Regions from separate parts of the Sus scrofa genome. Here region 2 is linked to region 1. Evidence: chromatin contacts called from public Hi-C data. All regions are on one chromosome and are shown on one strand. The core of a region is the stretch at or near the end of the contact, and the rest is flanking DNA. Distances in the headings are between cores, read along the strand shown.

Evidence for each region. Hi-C and Micro-C count contacts between places; a contact is called where the count stands out from the background.
Region 2: a contact with region 1 is called in a Hi-C map of skeletal muscle, with 4 times the contacts expected there. The contact joins the enhancer-like site here to the promoter of LOC106508909 in region 1. A contact is called at or near these places in 1 of 5 promoter capture datasets (liver), 4 of 47 Hi-C or Micro-C datasets (fetal heart ventricle, heart right ventricle and skeletal muscle) and 1 of 2 datasets of contacts at active chromatin or transcription factors (skeletal muscle).

The regions. Positions count from the first base shown.
Region 1 is chr1:71,356,031-71,361,470 of Sscrofa11.1, reverse strand. LOC106508909 reads right to left here and starts at 2,059. Exons shown (of 6, transcript XM_021084573.1): 1 at 1,977-2,059; 2 at 1,699-1,882; 3 at 511-1,392. The coding sequence starts at 2,059. The coding sequence ends at 640. BVES (blood vessel epicardial substance) reads left to right here and starts at 1,216. Exons shown (of 8, transcript NM_001348416.1): 1 at 1,216-1,400; 2 at 5,234-5,440. The coding sequence starts at 5,245.
Region 2 is chr1:71,520,267-71,525,631 of Sscrofa11.1, reverse strand. All of the region lies in intron 10 of PREP (prolyl endopeptidase), which reads left to right. Among named protein-coding and RNA genes, the nearest start is that of PREP, 110 kb to the left of the region's middle. Within about 2 kb of position 3,116, at least 3 of the 83 cell types and tissues checked have an H3K27ac peak or open chromatin away from gene starts, as enhancers often do. A contact at or near this core is called in skeletal muscle, where this site is marked.

The DNA.
Region 1 (5,440 bases), core at 810-3,309:
GTAGAATATATATTCACATACATAGAATTTACTATGTACCACACACCATTCTAAGCCTCTTATATATATCTAGCCATTTAGTCCTCAACACAAGAGGAAACAGACACAGAAAAGCCACGTAACTTCCCCAAGGTCACACAGTCAGTTGGTAGCAGAGGCAGGATTCAAACCTGGCCTGTGCAGCACTATCGCCCAGGTTCTTGAAGACGCTGCTTCTCCACTAGACAGACTTGGCGCGTGTGCACACCCAGGTACTCACTTTATAACGTACTTGTGGTCTTTAGGTCATGTTTGGCACGCAGGAAAAACCTCATCTTCTTATAATCAGCACAAATTCTATCCGTCCACGGGACACTTCTGGCTGGAAACTGAATGCCTAGCTAACCTTACTTACTCTTTTGTCCTCCAACTCCTCCCCTATACCAATTCTTCATTAATTCACCCAGCATTCCTCACCCAAAAGAACGATCCTCTATAAAAGTAATGATGGATTGGACCATACTTTCATACCTTGGTTTTCAATGCCAAACACACGTGCCAGATTCAGATGGAGCTTTGCCTACAGCTGAGGGCCAGGCGCCTCCACGAGAATGTAAATTTCGGATAAGTATCCTCCTTCTATGGAAATAAAACCGTGGCTCAGGTCGACGCGCCCTTCCAAGTGCCCCTGCAGCAGCAGGGCTGGCTTGCTCCCGCTCCTTGCCGGGTCCCCGGAGGCGCTGTCCCGCGTCCCTGTGGACCAAACGGCCAACCTTCGCTGCCATGCTCGGACGCCGATTGCGCACTCTCCCGGTTCTTCCGGCTTGTGCGGAGATGCTGGCGTTTGTCCCAGAAAGGAATTGTGCGAATGGGTCGTTTGATTTTGTGGGGAAAAGAAGGATCTAGTTCTTCTATTCCTGATTGCTCTCTCTGCGAGAACCCTGTTGCTCGAGTTATCCCCACGGAGATGAGCAACCAACGCCGCTGACCCCAAAACGCTCCTCGCCCCCCACTCATGCCCAAACAAGGACAGAACCGAGAAGTAGGGAGGAAACCAGGAAAGAAAGAAGCGGGTGTTTCAAATGTACCACGCTTGTGCAGACGCGGCGGCGACTTGGAAGAGCCGGGCGGGGAGTCCTGGCCAAGGCCGGGGACTCCGCCCGCCGGGGGGCGCCGGGGCGCCGGGCGCGTGCGCGGTGCGGCCCCAGCCCTGGCTGCGGTCTCCGCTATGCCTATTTTAGTCAAAGCCGCTGCCAGCGCTGGGACCCGGCATCCGCGCAGCAGCCTTCTGACCCGCGGATCCGCCGAGGCTTTCGCGTCTGGCGCCCGTCGAGCCGTCGCGTCCGTGTCCCTCGCGTCCCGCCGCTGACTCCCCAAACTTTGGCCAGCGCCGCCCAGGCTCTGCTCCAGGGACTAGCCAGGTAAGGAGCGGGAGGCGCAGCTGTCGGCGGCTCCCCCAGCGCGCCCGGCTGTTTGCAGCCCAGCTCTCCCCCGGCTAAATCGGGAACCGAAAGTTGGATCCCTGCTCGGTTGGGAGCAACTTTGCACTCCCGGGCAGCGGCTGCCTGTTTTCCAAGCCTCGGCCGCCGGGATCCCCGCCCTCGCCTTTCTAGCCGCGCCTTCCCGGGGTTCCCTGTCCTTGGAAGCCGCCCTTCACCCCGGTTTTGGGCTTCGCGCTCAGAGACCCTCAGGTGTCAGCTGCCGCCACTCGGGTCTGACAGCGCCAGCGTCCTCGGGCGCTCCGGCCTCATCGGGTGGCCATTCCCGCGCTCTGCTGCCCTCAAGCCGTGGATGAGCCTGGCCTTTCCTCTCCCGGCGAGGCTCCCGGGGCTCCCGGTCCGCGAACCTACTACGGCTCCTCCTCGCCCCCTGTAGGGCCGCTAGGCGCACGGTACCGCCCGCCCTGGCTTGGCGCAGGGAATGCGAAGTGGGTCAAGGCGCTCACTACCCACACCCCGGAGCCCGAGAGCTTCGGGTCAAGAAGAGCTGACACTGACCCTCTCTCATTAAGGAGCAAGGTGAACAGGGCGCCTGGGGAGCGCAGATAGCTGGAGAACCCGTGATCCACCCGCGCCTTCATTTTTGAGGCTTTAGGAAACCGGTTGCTGGCCGGACAAGTCCCAGAAACTGTTGGCTTTGAGGCAAGAATAAGTGTGAAAAGACTCTTAGCAACTTAATGCCTTTTGCCATTCCGAAGATATGCCAAGGTTCAGTTAGAATTGCAGAATGAATTGAGCGAGTCTACCAGCACCACTTTTGCTCACCGCTGTTACCTTTTTCAATTCTGTAGGTTGGTGAAGGGTTAATGTTAGTTCCGCCTTTATCTGTTCAGCCCTGCACACACCTATTTGAAAACCAGTAGATATACAGGACTTTACTAGAACAGGGACTTTAAGGAATTTGACTCCGGGAACTAATAGGAGAAAGAAAATTTGCCTTGATTTCGTCAAAATTAATCTGAACGTTTCTCAACTTACCTGTCTAACTTTTCCTTGTTAGATCAATTCGTTCTCAGCATAAAGGATAGTTCAGCTTAAGCCACATAATTCCTTTAAGTAGTGGTCAAAAGAAGCTGAAATCGGCAAGATCCGATCGATATTTATTGACAATAGGTTACTGGTGTTTCAAAATAGAGACACAGGTAAGTATACATAGGTAAATAATAGACTTTGTATGTTATAAACATACAAAAATGAATCATATATTATGTTAATTACTATGCAATATGTAATACATAGAGAAAATAAAATGAATATATGGACTATATATTTTTAATACATTGCGGTGCATCAAAATGTGTTGTAGGATTATCTCATCTTTTAAAGATTCATATTACTGTGTCCTTGGTTCTTGGGTTAGTAGATCATAGTTTTCCTGTCATTTCTCTTGACCAGAAATTAATTCTTTAGTGCCACTTGGAGAACTTTTAAAAGCTTGAAATTTAATTACAGTGGTTTAGTTGGCAGTAGGTGTAATAAGTGAATCTAAAGGGGAATATGTATTCATTAACTGACTATAGAAATATGAGTTAGAGCCACAGACTAGTAAAACTGGGAGGGCTTTCAAAGATAACATATCCAGTTGTCTCAATTCCGAGGAAAAAGGTGACCCAAGGAGCAGAAGTGACTTCCCCTGGCTTATGTGTCTCCCTGGGGCTTGTGGTATAGAACCTCACCCTCTCAACCTCAGGAAGGCTTGGTACTCTCTTGTCTTTACCACTGAGGTTTGGGGCGACCGAAAAGTAATTTCCAAAAGTGTTTGTCATTCTTTTGTAACTTCTTCCATATGGCTTTCACGTCTGCCTCTGGCATTCTCTGCAGAGTCTAGGCCTTGGATATACCTAGACGAATGTGACACTGTCCCTGCCCCATAAAGAACATAGGGTAATTAGAGGAACAAATGGGACAGTGGGAGTGAAAGCACCTTCTAAACTGCCTAGAAATGGTAATTATTATTAGCTTACATAATGCTAATGCATAAGCTAATGTTGACATCATGAGTATTGCAGGACATTTAATATCATTCTTCCTCCTGAAGAAATGATGAGATTGAGTCTGGCTTGGTTCTTGAAAACAAACTTTTTATAAATTGAGTTTTTGAAATAATGATGCCTCCCCATCCCAATAGGCTTATATTTTTATTGTCTCAAACATTTGGAAAGAAGGGGATTAAGAAGGGAATATAGCCAGTATTTTATTATAACTATAAATGATAGCCTTTAAAAATTGTAAATCACTAGATTGTGCACCTATAACTTATGTAATACACATCAAGTATACTGACGTGAAAAAAACACTTGGAAAGTAGTTGAACTTTTATGATTTCTTTCCTTTTTGTACCAAATCTATATCTAATTCAGCTATTTCTCGTATTTATGATCTGTTTTAGAATTATAGAAAGAGCTCTTTAATTGACTTGATCATTTCATTCATAATTTATAAATTTGGGTATGTATGTTTTTCCATTATCTTAAGAGATATGGAATTATTTCACATTAATCTGTTAACATCCTTTCAAAAAGCCCAACCCAATGCAATTTATTCTACCACCTAAAACCTTTAGTTTTTTTTTGTTTTGTTTTTTTTTGTTTTGTTTTTTTTTAGTAATAAAAAAAATGGAAAAGTAAGGCTTATGGCACACTCTTCTTTGGAAAGAAATTCATATTTCTAAATTCAATCTAAAGGTATTTTGGGTCCCTGTTTGGAATTCTTTCTCTGAAACAGAGCAATTCAAACATTCTGTAAAACTACATAATTTTTGACAGGGGCCAATTTGTATAATTAATAATAGGAAGAGTTTTTTTAAGTACCAGGAAACAAAGACAGATCATATAGTCAGGAAATAATGGCCCTTTGCATTAAGGCTTAGGTAGGCATGTGTAAAATGTATATTCTTTGAAATGTATTTGCTACAGATTCTAATACTAAGTAGGCAAATGTACATTCACGACTCCTCCTCCATGTAAGGAAATTTACTACTTTCCAATTTGTGAGATGCTACCAGTTAGAATTTTTATGGGAAAGAAAGTAGATTTTTATTTATTATTTTTAGATCTTTAGGCAGGTAGAGAAGGAGTAAATGTAAAGTCTCTCTCTACAGAGACTCTCTATAAATAAATAATGTATTTACCATGTGCATATGCGAGAACATGGAATGTATATATGTATTACATAGTGATTTAACAACAGCATAAAATTAGAACCTTCCAAATATCCTAAGCCTTCAAATAGTAAATAATAGGGTGTTAATTTTTTTTGAAAGTATGAAAAAAAATCTGTTTTTCTAGTTATTTTTCCTGTGTTTGGTTGGAGTCAGTGTCACCAGTGGGACTATGATGGAAAGCTATGATAAATAACTTTGTAATTGCTGTGGTTTATGAACATTGGTTTTTGTCTTTGAGACTAGTTAATTCCCTTATTCCTCTCTCCTCCAAGTATGTTTAGATACAAGTATATAAATATATGGAGATATATATCTATCTATAGACATATATCTATGTCAAGGAATAGTAGTACACTATGCTAAGTATTTTATATATTTCATTTAATCATAAAGTCAGTGAAGTATTATCATTAACTGATAAGGATATATTTAAAATGTGACAGAGCCGGGATTTGAACCTGGGCCTAATTCATAAACACCAGAGAAATCTATTCATTAACATTTAGGTCACAGAAATAATTTGGTGTAACACCCATTGGGGTGATAAAATACAGCTGTCATTTTTTTATCTTCCTTTTGTTTGTTTTTATAGGAATTTTCAAGATGAATTACACCGAGTCCAGCCCATTGGCAGAATCAACAGCCATAGGTTTCACACCTGAGTTAGGAAGTATCACACCTGTGCCTTCCAATGAGACCACCTGCGAAAACTGGCGAGAGATACATCATCTAGTGTTTCATGTAGCAAATATTTTTTTTGCCATTGGGTTGGTTCTTCCAACTACTCTTCACCTTCATA
Region 2 (5,365 bases), core at 1,867-4,366, 160 kb before region 1:
AAAGACGGCTTTTCTGTCTCACAGTCAAATCCTGTTTTTCATCACAGCCCCAGATGTCTTACTACCTTTAAATACCTGAACACTTCTCAACTCTTCCAAGCTCATCAGTGTCATGTTCCAGTTCTGCCAGTACCATTGTCTTTACTTGTGTTCAGAACCTTCCACTTTCTAATTCACATCTTGCTGCACAGTTTGAGCCTGGAAATAGGTTTGTTATCCCAAAGAACAGATAGCTGAGCCTCTGAGAGCTGGTGCATTTCTGCAGGGACTCTGCATATACCACTTAGTACGTTCTTGGGACTCAAAAAGTGCCCCAAAAGGCAAAGTGGATTTTAAATAGACTGACTTTGCTGTCATAGAGGTGCCTCACGGGAGTTCTTTACATCTCTGGTGGTACAAAAGTGTTTAGCTGTCCTTTGGAATGCAAGCTAAAACAATCCAGAGTAGACACTCCCCTATATATTTTCTGCCCAGAGGTAACTTAAACTCCTCCCGCCCCTCCAAAATCAAGTCTGTGAAAGAGATAGGATTACAGCCTCCCAGTGCCGGGCTGGTATTTTTAACCTAAGCACAGAAATGTACAGGGCCTCCTCACAGTTCTGCATCCACTTGTCTTACAAGATAATGGGGCACAGAGGTTGCCCTCTGCCCAGCTCTTTGGGTGATGGAATGTCTTGTTCCCTGTCTGCATTGAGCATGGAATTTCTGAGCAGCTCTGCTCCTCGTCACATGTATTTGCCACACTCAGCACAGGCCACACGAGTGGCCTCTGTCAGGTCTGATGAAAAGGGAAGCTCAGCACCCTTTCGTGAACATTCTCCTTTCAACCTGTGAGCCTCTAAAATTAGGTGGGAGTTGCTGTCACCAGACATTCTCCTCTGCGAAAGGCTTGCACTTTACAGTTTTCCTTCATCTTCTGAGGATGAGCACATCCCATTACCGGTGATAAGGAGAGTCCTGGCGTTTGCCTCAGGGAGCAAACTGTGGGGGTGAAGATCGCTTGTTTGAGGAAGTTAAATGGTTACACATGTTCAAATGTGTTAGCAAGATTGATTTTATTACTAAATATCTTTATCTCAAGAAAAGGAATCATTTCGGTAGAGAGAGAGGTGATCTTTTCATGACTGATGTCATTCTTTTTTTTTTTTTTTTTTTTTGCTTTTTTAGGGCCGCATCTGCAACATACGGAGGTTCCCAGGCTAGGGGTTGAATCAGAGCTGTAGCTGCCAGCCTACACCACAGCCACAGCAACACAGGATCCAAGCTTTCTCTGCAACCTACATCACAGCTCAGGGCAACTCCGGATCCTTAGCCCACTGAGGCCAGGGATCGAACCTGCATCCTCATGGATACTACTCAAGTTCGTAACCCACTGAGCCACAACGGGAACTCCCTGATGTCATTCTGAAGAACAGTAACGGAACCTTGATTTGTTACATTCCCTTGCTCCTGTTTTTCCTTTAAAGGAATATGCTTTTATTTCATCTGTAAGAAACCAGATTCACATGTTAAGACAGCTGGACATACATACAGGGAGTGCCCTCTGTGCCAACACACTTCCAGAGTAAAAGCACTCTATATTTAGTGATACTTCTGCACTGTCATACTTGACAATAAGAATGGCTCATTTCTGACACTTTTGATGAGGTACAATTATATAAACCTTTTCTTTCTTTTCCTCAAGTGTTTTTTAATTTAAAGGATTCATCTCAAAGATCAGTGAATGCTTATCTGTGAAACAGTTGTTCATTAGCATCTGGTTTTAAATGTGCAAAATGAGCTGCTTTAAAGTGATTACTTAGCAAGTTGGCTTTAATTTGCTTATGTTCTCTCAAGTATTTTTTGTTTCATTCTGAAGTGAATTGTGCCTTTTAAAAATACAATTGAATTTTTTAGTAGAATGGTGTGAGAGAGTGGGATTTTTGTTACTGTTTTAATATTCTTTCTGTCCTCAAGATTTTAACATTGATGACTCCTGGGATAAGGATCTTTATAAGCAGACTTCATTTTGCCTTAAAAATAGTAATAATAACCCCTCTGTCTGGAATGAATGTTTTCAAGAGGGTAACAGAAACAGAAAAGTAAATAAAGTATGATATCTCTAGCCAAATATTTGTCCCCTAGATTCCACAGAAACTGGTGATCACTGTCTTGGGGGAAGGAGGAACTATTATACCTATGCCAAAGGTTCTAACGTTTGCAAAATTTTACATAATTACACCCAGTAAAGATGCTTCCAGGAAGTAACAGCTTGAAGTGAATTACTTTGGGACTAGGAGATAATTTTATAGGCACTGGCAGTGCTACCTTGGCCTTTATCTTAGCTTCATGGATCTCAGGTTTCTCGCTGTAAAATAAGAGGGTGACCAGCTAGATGAGGTCCCAGAGTAGCGGTCTCATGTTTCTCCCCAGGATTTGGGATGATCCTAGGGCTGAGAAAGAGCTGACACCAGCTTTCTTCCCCAGGTGGCACAGTCTCACAACTGCTTGAAAATACCCATCTCCATCCTTTGTGGAGAAGTGGCCTGGGCTTCCCAGGGGGTCTGGTTCCTTATCACCTTGTGCTGAATGTCCTGGTTTTAAGTATGGACTAACATTGTCATGCTGCTGTGAGCGTCTCGCAATGAAGAATTTAAGTTTTAAAAGGGAGGAACACTAGATTAAGGAAGGAACCTTTCTTAATTCAGTGTTCGATCAGTTGGTCAGCTCACTCACGTCTAGAATAACTGTGGCTTTGATCATGGTCTTGTTTATTTTTCGGCTGTGGTGTCCCTGATGAAGGGGACACATAGAAACATGCCAAGAGAGTCCCTCGCATGAGGTCTCATGGGTCCTTCTAAAGACCTTCTGTCCATCTCAGTTTCTTTGGTGGTGCTTGTGTCTGTAAAGGTGGACAGGTGTGCCAGGCAAAGACCCTGGGGCTCATGTCGGTGTCACCAGCTCCTGGTTGGACTGGCTCTGCCCCACAAAGTGTTTGCTCTGTCACTGACAGGATCGGGGAAGATGGGGGGGCGGGGGGAGGGGGTCAGCTTGGCGTGAGCAGTTGGCCCTGGGTGACGGACAGCCTTTCTGTTCCTCAAGTGGCTTCCTGCTAGATCCCATGTGAGCACTTTGTTTTCCTGTCCACTAAGGGGCCCCTGAAGGCTTTGGCATTTCAGTACAGGGCTGTGCCCGCAATGGACACTCTAAAGGAATGGATTTGTATTGTCAGTTCACTCTCATTTGGTTACAAGTATGAGGGAATGAAGTATAATAAGCCTTTCTGCTTTTTAACTTGAACCTGAGTGTTGTTGTAGCAATAAACTATTGAATAATAGGAACACGCCCGTGGGTTTAAGCTCCAGCAGTTGTCTCCTCATCAAGCACCAATGGCTTCTGTATGATATAAATATAAAAAGTACATTGTGATTAGTATATGTTACTAATAATAGTCCAGGGTTCTATTACTCCTGCCACAGCTTCTTTTTAGTAAATGAGAGGAGTCAGGAAACCAGGTAGTCTGAGACTAGTGCAGCAGAGGGAACCGGGCGGGGTCACCAGTACACATGGGAGAGGAATGGAGGAACTGGTGCCTGAGGGTGGGGTCCTTGACACAGGATGCGATTCCAGAGTTGGCAGTTGGGGTGTGACAAGGGACCCCTGTTGCTAGCCAAAACGAGAGGCCCCAAAGAGGAGCCCGTACCAGGTATTCCTAGAGCACGTTGGCTTGTGGATGCAGACAGGCCACCCACCGTGTGCAACCATAGCCCTCAGAGCAGTGCAGCCAGAGGGGCTTCCTAACCAGCCCCTCATGGGGACCTGCCAGTGTAGAATGAAGGTCCTTAGCCCAGGGTAGTTTACTGGAGCTCTGTGAGATGGCAGGTGGGGAATTCACAGAGAAAAGAGAAGACCAAAAGTAGACAACTGCAAAACAATGCATTTGGCAGCAGGAGGAAGAGCTAGTAGTAGATCTGTTGGGAAAGTTGGAAAAGAGAAATATTCCAACTTGGAAGCCAAAGAAGCAGTTGCCAGATAGGAATCGAAATGGATGAGGCCTGGGCAGAACCTAATTCAAAAGTGGCATTTCTGAACAGTGGGGAAAAGAATTATTCTGGTGTAGTAGTTGGCCATTTGGGGAAGAGCGGTTAGATACTAGGCTATATGTAAAAATAAACTTCATTTGGGTTATAACTATAAATATAAAAATTCAAAATACAAAAAAATATTTTCTACAACTTGGAGTGAGGGAGTCCTATCTATTTGTGTGTGTGTGCACACATACGTAAATATATATATATATATATGTATACACATAAATATATGTGTGTGTGTGTGTGGCATCTATATTCAAAGAAAGTTTAAAAACAGGCTATATGGATGGGGAGGAAATACCAACAAAATGTATGGTAGGAAAAAAAGGGTAAATATCCTTAATATAAGAAAAGTTTCTGGGAGTTCCCGTTATGGTGCAGCAGAAACAAATCTGACTAGGAACCTTGAGGTTACGGGTATGATCCCTGGCCTTGCTCACTGGGTTAAGGATCTAGCATCGCTGAGAGCTATGGTGTAGGTTGCAGACACAGCTAGGATCTGATGTGGCTATGGCTGTGGTGTAGCCCGGCAGCTGTAGCTCCAATTGGACTGCTATCTTCGAAACTTCTATATGCCACAAGTGTGGCCCTAAAAAGCAAAAAAAAAAAAAAAAAAAAAAAAAGAAGAATTTCTGTAAACTAATGAGAAAGTAACACACGAAAAGGTAGGCACACTTTGTTTTCTGAGGAAGAGCTATACAGTAACAGATGAAAATGTCTCGTAACTTAAAAACTGAATCTTAAAATGATAATGAGATGGTAATGTTTGCCTCTTAGACTAGCGAAGATTAAAATCCATCTTAACATCCACTGCTAATGAGAAATTGACACTTAGGTAATAACTGTCATTAAGAGCTTATGTTGATATACCATTTTTAGAGAATTATTTGTCAGAATCTATCGACGTTTTAAATGTACATACACTTTAATCTAGCTGGCTCATGTCTAAAAATATATCCTGTATAAATCATAGCAGGAGTTCCCATTGTGATTCAGCAGAAGTGAATTTGACTGGTATCCATGAGAACACAGGTTCGATCCCTGGCCTTGTTCAGTGGTTTAAGGATCTGGTGCTGCCATTGCTGTGATCTGTGGTGTAGGTCACAGATGCATCTTGGATCTGGCATTATGGTGGCTGTGGCATAGGCCACAGGCTAAAGCTCCATTTTGACCCCAGCCTGGGAACCTCCATATGCCTCAGTTGCGGCCCTAAAAAGACCCCTCCAAAAAAAAAGAAAAAGAAAAATCATAGCATAAGTACTTAAGATTTATGTAAAAGGGACTTACTCCATCAT